2 separate regions of the Ovis aries genome follow, and region 2 is linked to region 1. Evidence: chromatin contacts called from public Hi-C data. All regions are on one chromosome and are shown on one strand. The core of a region is the stretch at or near the end of the contact, and the rest is flanking DNA. Distances in the headings are between cores, read along the strand shown. Region 1 holds the start of GPHN (gephyrin). Region 2 holds the start of ATP6V1D (ATPase H+ transporting V1 subunit D).

Evidence for each region. Hi-C and Micro-C count contacts between places; a contact is called where the count stands out from the background.
Region 2: a Hi-C map of tail adipose tissue shows a contact between it and region 1, with 3 times the contacts expected there. The contact joins the promoter of ATP6V1D here to the promoter of GPHN in region 1. A contact is called at or near these places in 3 of 16 Hi-C or Micro-C datasets (blood, hypothalamus and tail adipose tissue).

Annotation. Positions count from the first base shown.
Region 1 is chr7:76,603,715-76,607,290 of ARS-UI_Ramb_v3.0, forward strand. It overlaps GPHN (gephyrin), which reads left to right and starts at 2,279. Exons shown (of 24, transcript XM_060418189.1): 1 at 2,279-2,386. The coding sequence starts at 2,323.
Region 2 is chr7:77,316,806-77,320,490 of ARS-UI_Ramb_v3.0, forward strand. ATP6V1D (ATPase H+ transporting V1 subunit D) reads right to left here and starts at 1,360. Exons shown (of 8, transcript XM_060418191.1): 1 at 1,222-1,360. The coding sequence starts at 1,262. EIF2S1 (eukaryotic translation initiation factor 2 subunit alpha) reads left to right here and starts at 1,409. Exons shown (of 8, transcript XM_004010732.6): 1 at 1,409-1,599.

The DNA of each region.
Region 1 (3,576 bases), core at 1,029-3,528:
TTGTAAACTTGATTCCATGATGAATTCTGAAGAAATGTCACATGGAGTTAAGTAGCATGCGCATACCCAATATTCATTCAATAACCAGCAGTAAAAGAAAAAATCACATTAGACAATAAAGTCGCTGGACTTTTCTTGTGTAAATTTTGTTGTGTGCATAAATTTTTTTTAGATTCCTAAATTCAGCAGAGATGAATATACTTGAGGAAAATTGTTGAAAGACAAGCATCTATTATAACTGTCCAGTTTTATTCTAACATTACTTTTCAACAATTTTAGTAGTTTTAACAAACCTCCATATACTTTAAAAGGCTTAATTCATTTTCACCCTTCCCAATTAAATTTTAATGAATTTCACCATCACTGCTTTTATAGATAAAGTCTCTTGTTTTCTGTTATTTGTGAAACAAAATTGCCAGTTTCTTTCCATGAATAATAACAGAATATTCTAAATTGGAAGGGTGCTTATCTACCAATTTATTTAAAGGATATTGAAAAAGGCCCCGATTTAAGGTTGCAGAATCTATAGTGGGCAGAATTAGAATTTCTCTAAAAATACAAGACATTTTAAAATTATTTCAGACTATGGGGCCTTAGAGGGAATAAAGATAGAAAGGTAAAGTAACCAACTATTTGCTTATCTTTGTTTGAAATAAAGTAAACATGCTTCCCATATTATTATAGGAAGTGGGCTCATGATATGGCTTCATTTTTAAATCCTGTCAAAAATACTAGTAATACATACTCAAGTAATTTTGCTAATTAATTTTATTCTACCTCAATTCCACCCATCATCTCCTATGTACTCCCATTATTTAAAATGAAATACGTAAAAATATGAATCTTCAGTTAGAGATTAGTCCACGTTCTAGTTGGCATAAAACTCATATAACCATCAAATTGAGATGTTCATTGTGTACAAATGATAATTATACTTTTTTGGGGACATATTTCATTTTTTATGCTTCCCAGTTTTACTGTTTTTGAGAAGAAAAATTATACATATATGGGTGTACATGTTTTATTCAGAAGTTGAAAGGGCTAGAAAGAACTAAGAAACCGATGTGAAATAGCCACAGGTGATTAATAACACTTCATGAAAGACACATGAAGATAAGTGTCAACAAAAGCTATTTTCATGGTAATTTCACATCCCACAAATACTGAAATGAAAATTGCCACCACAGGGGTTCTATTTCCAGTTTTGCGATTGTAGCTCAGGTGGGAAAAACATTTTCTAATCTCATTGTCTAAGATTGGTGTTTTTCAACTAAAAGCAGAGCCTCTAGCGAAGAAGCCTGATACCACAAAACCATGGGACAGCGTGGGGAGCAGAAGTCTGTTATTTCTCAAGCCTGCTATTTCTGCCGCAGGCTCCTAAGCTTCTGTAGTGAGGATCCTCCTGTAGGTACAGCCTTGGAGTTGGGAAATCCTCCGGCAGGTCGAGTCGACTGAAAAAGCAAGCGGGAAGGTGAGGCCGGATAGGATACCTCCTCCCTCGCTCACCGCGGGCTGTCACAGTAATTGGGGGTTGTGCCACTCACGCAGGTTTCTAAGGCACCTTCAGGCTCCCTGGAGCCTTTCTCTTCTTCGGGAGAGCGGGCTCCGTAGCCCCAAGAGCCGGCCGGGGTCGCTGACAAACGACCGGGAGCCGGGCTCGGCAGGGGATTGCTTCTGTCTGGGGCTCGGCGGAACCTGCGTTCGTGTCTCGCGCGCACTCGCTCCGCGTTCTCCTAGCCAATCCGGCGCTACTCGCGCGCCCAGGAGCGTTCCCCGGTCCAGTTTGGGCTGGGCCGCCTCCTTCCCGCTCCCAGCACTTCGCAACCGAGCGCTCACTCCTCCCCTCACTCTCCACGAGTTCCACGATTCGCGGTGTAGCTCCGCCCCTGGCCCGAGTCCACCCCCGCAATCTCGGGAGCTTGTGCTCTCCTTTCCCCTTAGTCTCCTGCCGACTAGCCGCGCTGGGTCTCGCGCTCCGCAGAGCGGCACGAGTCTCTGCCGCCTCGCTCCAACGCCTCCGCGCGGTCTCCCTAGGCAGCCACCGCGTTCCCCCCCGCAGCTCTTCGCCTGCGACCTGAAGTCGGGGTCCCGCGCCCTGACTCCGCCCCCCCATCCCCCCCGCGGACTCGCGCGCTCGGGGCCCGGCCTCTCACTCGCGCAGGCCGCGGAGCACTCGGCCGCCTCCCCCTCCTTCCCTGCTCGGCTCGCGCTCCCCGGGCGCTCTCGCTCTCGCGCTCTCCAAGGCGAGCGCGCTCCCGGCCCGCGCGCTCCGGGCTCTGGCTTCTCCCGGCTCCTGTCAGTGCGGTGACTGCGCTGGGAAACATGGCGACCGAGGGAATGATCCTCACTAACCACGACCACCAAATCCGGGTTGGAGTCCTCACAGGTAACCGGGGGAGGAGGTCCAGGACCGCCGCGGCCGCTGTCCCCGGCTTGCCTCAGGCTTCTTGCCTGTGATGACCCTTCTCTGCGGCCTCGGGAGAAGGGAAGGCAGAGGAAGGGGACGGGGTGGGGGGGGCGGACGTTTTTACAACCGCTGAGAGGTGCTGGGAGGTTGGGGTGTTCCCGCGGGGTCCCCCGGGAGCTGGGGCCGATCCCGTGGATGTCAGGCCCCAGTGCCTTCGCAGCCGAAGTCCTGGGCCCCTGGGGACCGAGGGGCCGGTGCGGCGGGCGCTGCGGGGCTCCTGGCAGGCGACGGGATCCCGGCTCCGCAGTCTGAAGCTAGCCGCTCTCGGCTGGCCCGCGCGCTCCCTCGGCTACTGCTTGTCCCAGAGAGGGGGGAAATCCCTTTTCCACCCCCTCCCTCTTTTTCCCTTCCCCCTACTTGGGCGGCCCCGCGCTGCTCTAGCAGTGCTTTCCCGGGGCACCGGCCACAGACGACATGGGTGTTCTTTAGGCGAAACTCTGCTCGGTCTCAGGCTGCCCCTCGCGAGCCGGGAATCCCCTTTGCCACCCATGGGACACCTTTCGTTCCCCACCCCGGGAGGTGGGGATCGGCTTGCGCCCGGACCTCGGAAAGTGTTTGCATTCTGCCTTCCCAAGTGGAGGGCCCTCTGCCCGCCTCTTCGTTTTCTTAGAGGGAAGGCTGTAGCCTGCGACTGGGGATCCAGCCTTTCTACTTAAGAGGGAAGGATTCCCCTACTCGGGCTCTTCTGTCCCCCTCCCTTGTGGGACCTCCCCCCACCCTCCCGAGGCTTGTGAGGAGCGCACTTTTCCCGGGTCGAGTTTCCCTCCCTCGCGGAAGCCGTGTGTGCTCTGCATGTCTGATTCCGTTGCGTTGTATTTGGGTAATATCCCTCAGTTCGGCGACAGGCAGTTGCTGCAGGGCATGACTTCTGAGATGAATAGCAAACCGATTTGTAGGCGATTCTGCTGTGGTTCTGTAGTTGGTAAGGTTTCTATGTAATTGAGTGGCGAGGTGGGGGTTAAAGAACTATATTTGGAACCTGAGAGCTTAGTTCCGAGGGAAGGAAATCCAAGACTTACTGATTTTGGAAAAAGAAACGATGTAGACGGGAATCCTCGTGTTCTCCCCCCCCCCCTCCCCCCCGCCCCACCACACACACACACACACAC
Region 2 (3,685 bases), core at 110-2,609, 710 kb after region 1:
GTCTCTCAGTGCAGGGGTTTGGATGGAGTCAGGGTCATAAGTGCTGGGAGTTCTACAGTCCTCACAACCCTAGGGTATTCCTGATCTTTATCTATTTACGAAGGCACTGCCTTTCTCCACAACTGACTGGCTTCCTACCTAAGGCAAACAGCTATTAGAAAGTCAATAGATAAGGTAAAAACCAAACAAAACCCCCTTCATTTCATTAAAAGCTGCAGCCACCCAGGAAGAGACAGAAATCTAGGTTTGGGGTTTAAATAAACTCTTACTTTAACCGTCCTCAGATTCTCTGAGAAAAGTCAGGAAGAAGAAAAACAACACAGAGATAGGGCCAAAATCAAAAGATCTAACTGTCAACGCAAAACTGAGTTTCTGCTCCTCAGTGAAAAAAGAGTAAGAGGAGAGCGAGAGGGCAAATAAGAGCAATCTTTATCTTCCACACGTTGCTAGGCACATTTGATAAAACGTCAAAATTTTCTCCTGCCGAAGAATTTAGACCAAAAGAGAAAGGAGACCACAACCGAATAGATTCCACGGGCATGGGTTCATTCAAACAACATTTTTTTGTGGACGATTAACAATCAAGACATCTCTCATCTTGGAGAGAGTTCCCAGTTCAGTGGTAAATGTACATAATCTTCTATCCACTTTACAGTGAGATGGACGATATTAACATAATGGATACTGAATGAGATGCAATGGTGATGGAACAAAATGAGCGCCTCAGAAATTCAGGGATAGCTTCCCACCGCATGTGACATTTCAGGGGATCTTGCCAAGAAGAACCTGAAGCCCACGTTAGGGAGATTCAGCCCCCCGATTTGGCCTGCTTCACATCGCAGTCAACTTCCCTTCTCAAAGCATTTAGTCTCCTGGTCTATATCTTCACTGAACTGTGAGCTCTATTCTGGAAGCAGTAGCGACAATTCACAGTTATATAAATCCACTGCCCGGATCAATAGGGAATGTGGTACGAATGGCCCGATTAATGACTGAAGTCAGCGGACCTCCACAAAAGTCAGCAGCTCGGGCTGGACTCTGTCCAGTCTGGTTCAACTCAGAGCAAAGGGGCTCGTCAGGGAGCCTTGCCCTGGACTCAGGAAGAGACCTGAGAGCTCAGGATAGGCCCAAGATACAAGGAGCCCCGCCGCTCTAGGGTAATGAAGGGACAGCGGCTCAGGAAGGTGTTCCTGAACACCTGCTCGTTCCATTTTTACTTACATTCGCGAGGGAAAGATTTCAATTCGGTCTTTGCCCGACATTCTGACGATGACTGTTCGGCTCGGGTCCCTGGCCGGGCAACCGTGGCTGCAACAACCCAGCCACTGAGTCTTTCTCTACCGGAGTCAGCTGGTGTGTCACGTGACCCTCTCCCGTTGCTAAGAGGAAGCCAAGCTATACAGCCTTCATTTCCCCTTCCGGTCGGTTCGGGTGAGGGCGGGGGTATGGGGAGGGCGAGGACAAGAAGAAGGCGATGCCCGGATGTTGAGGCCGCGCACCCCGGAATCGCCCCCTCATTTCCGGTTCGCCTTCTAGCCCCTCCCCTTCCACCTCCCAGGCTGCTGCGCTCGGTTCTGCACGCGCCGAGCGAAAGAGCAGGTAAGAGTACACTCCTTCTCTTCCTCCAGTTTTCATCTTTGGTCACAGCGCCACCTCCTGATTGACTGAAGGTTCCAGCGAGGATTTATGCTTTAGGGACAAGGAATTAGTCTTCACTTTTACCTGAGCCTTGACGGTTATTTAGAGAAAGCTAAAGATAACGAGGAAACGTACTTTTCAGGTCCTCCTAAGGTCCACATTATTTGTCCTCGGAGGACCTGGACTCTATGGTCAGTGACGAAGGGCGGGTGGGGGGGGGTGTCTCTCTCCGGTTGGCGCCTGCGTGCTGCGAGCTGGTTCCGCATGCGCGGTGTGGTCAACCGAAGCACACGCTGAAGAAAGTCGGCGGCTGCTGAGGGCTGATCGAGTCTTATCTCTCCTACTGAAGAGCGTGGCGTGGGAGCCTGGTGTGGGACTCACACACATACCTCAGGTGACTAGTCTCTCTGATCGGTTTTTCCAGGAATTCACTTTGATTGCGTCTAGGGACATGGGTGGTCGGTAGAGGGTAGGCCCCGGAGCTAACACCCCCTCCTTTTCCCGTCCCCGCGCGGGAAGTGTCTGGACATGACTGCCGCCACCCGCCGGCTGCGTGTCGGCCTCCCGGTGTAGCAGAGGTGTCATGGTACGGACGGAGGAATCTCGCGAAGGCGAGTGGGCCAAGTGATGGGACAGCCTCGTCAATATGCTGATAGTGGCGGGTGTCTTGAGGTGGGGCGGCCTGGGGAGAACGCCGTGACACCCCGCCCCAGGACGCTGAGCACTTTGCTGTCTCTAGGCCTGCGAATTCCATCCTTTTTTCTTTTCCCTTCTTCCTCCCCGGCAAATACTACCTCTCAGTGGTGACCAGACAGGACACTTCAAGGAACCTGTGGATTGGGCCACGATTTTGACAAGAGTTGAGTTAAAAAAAAAAAAAATATCCAAGAATAGTTTGTTAACCTGACCACTTAATATTAAAAATCGAAGCTCTTGTTACCCTGTCGCTGAAGTTCTGCGTTTGTGTAGGATGAGTCAGTCCTTAAGACGAAACTAAAAGATACAACTGAAGAGTTTATTATTCTTCGTATCATTTTGCCGTATTTTCAGCACCGATGAGAATAGACTTGTAGATTTAAGCGCTGTGGTCTTACCGTTAAGCAGAACTGAAAAACAAGATATGGAAATTTTAGGTCCCTTTTGTTAACTACCCCAGACTTCGTCTACTTTAATTTTCATTAAACAAGAAACATTGTTTCTTGAGGAAAAGGTGTAGCAAAGAAGTCTTGGTTTTTCTTCCGATTGAAGTTGTTACTCAAGGGGAAAAAAAAAAAATCTTGTAACTCCGTGTCTTTCAGCAGTTTGGAATTACATAGAGCTTAAATGCCTGTTCTTAGTTCATCGGATGCCAAATGAGAGTTTCTGGTTCTCCAAAGATCTCAAGAAGATGCTATTTTGGAGATTGGTGCTTCCTATTTCAACTACAGTGAAATAATTGAAAAGCTTTGTTTGTTTAGCACTTCTGTACTAAAGGCGAGCATTCAGAGAGCATAACTGATAAGTGTTAGAGCCGGATTAGTATTACCACAGGAGTTGCCTCTGTCACATCATGCTTTGCTTTGGAAGGGAGTGTGGACTTCCTGTATCCACGATGGCGACTGGAGCACGCAGTGATTTAAGAACTCCTGCCTACCATTTCACCAGGCAAAATTACTGACGGTGCAGGGTATTGGAAATTAGCTTGGAGCTCAGTTGTTGTATTTGGAAAGATTCTTTACTGGAGAACACATAGTGTATTGTAGTACTCTGACATATTGAAGCTTTGTATTAAACTCTGGATTTAGTGTCATATGACCTGGTTTTAGCTCCTGTTGTACTTAGTAAGCATTTGTCTTTGAGGAAATCATTTAGTACTTTATTTTAATAATAAAAATAATTGTTTAATGAATTAAGTTGCCAAATGGAAATATTTCCTTTGCTTTTTAATATCTTACATTTGTATAGCATTACACTTTCTAACTCTTTCACATGTATATTGTTTCATTTGATGTCCTCCACAAACCTGTGAAGAACATGGCACACATTAGAAGCTACAGTTAATGGGGAT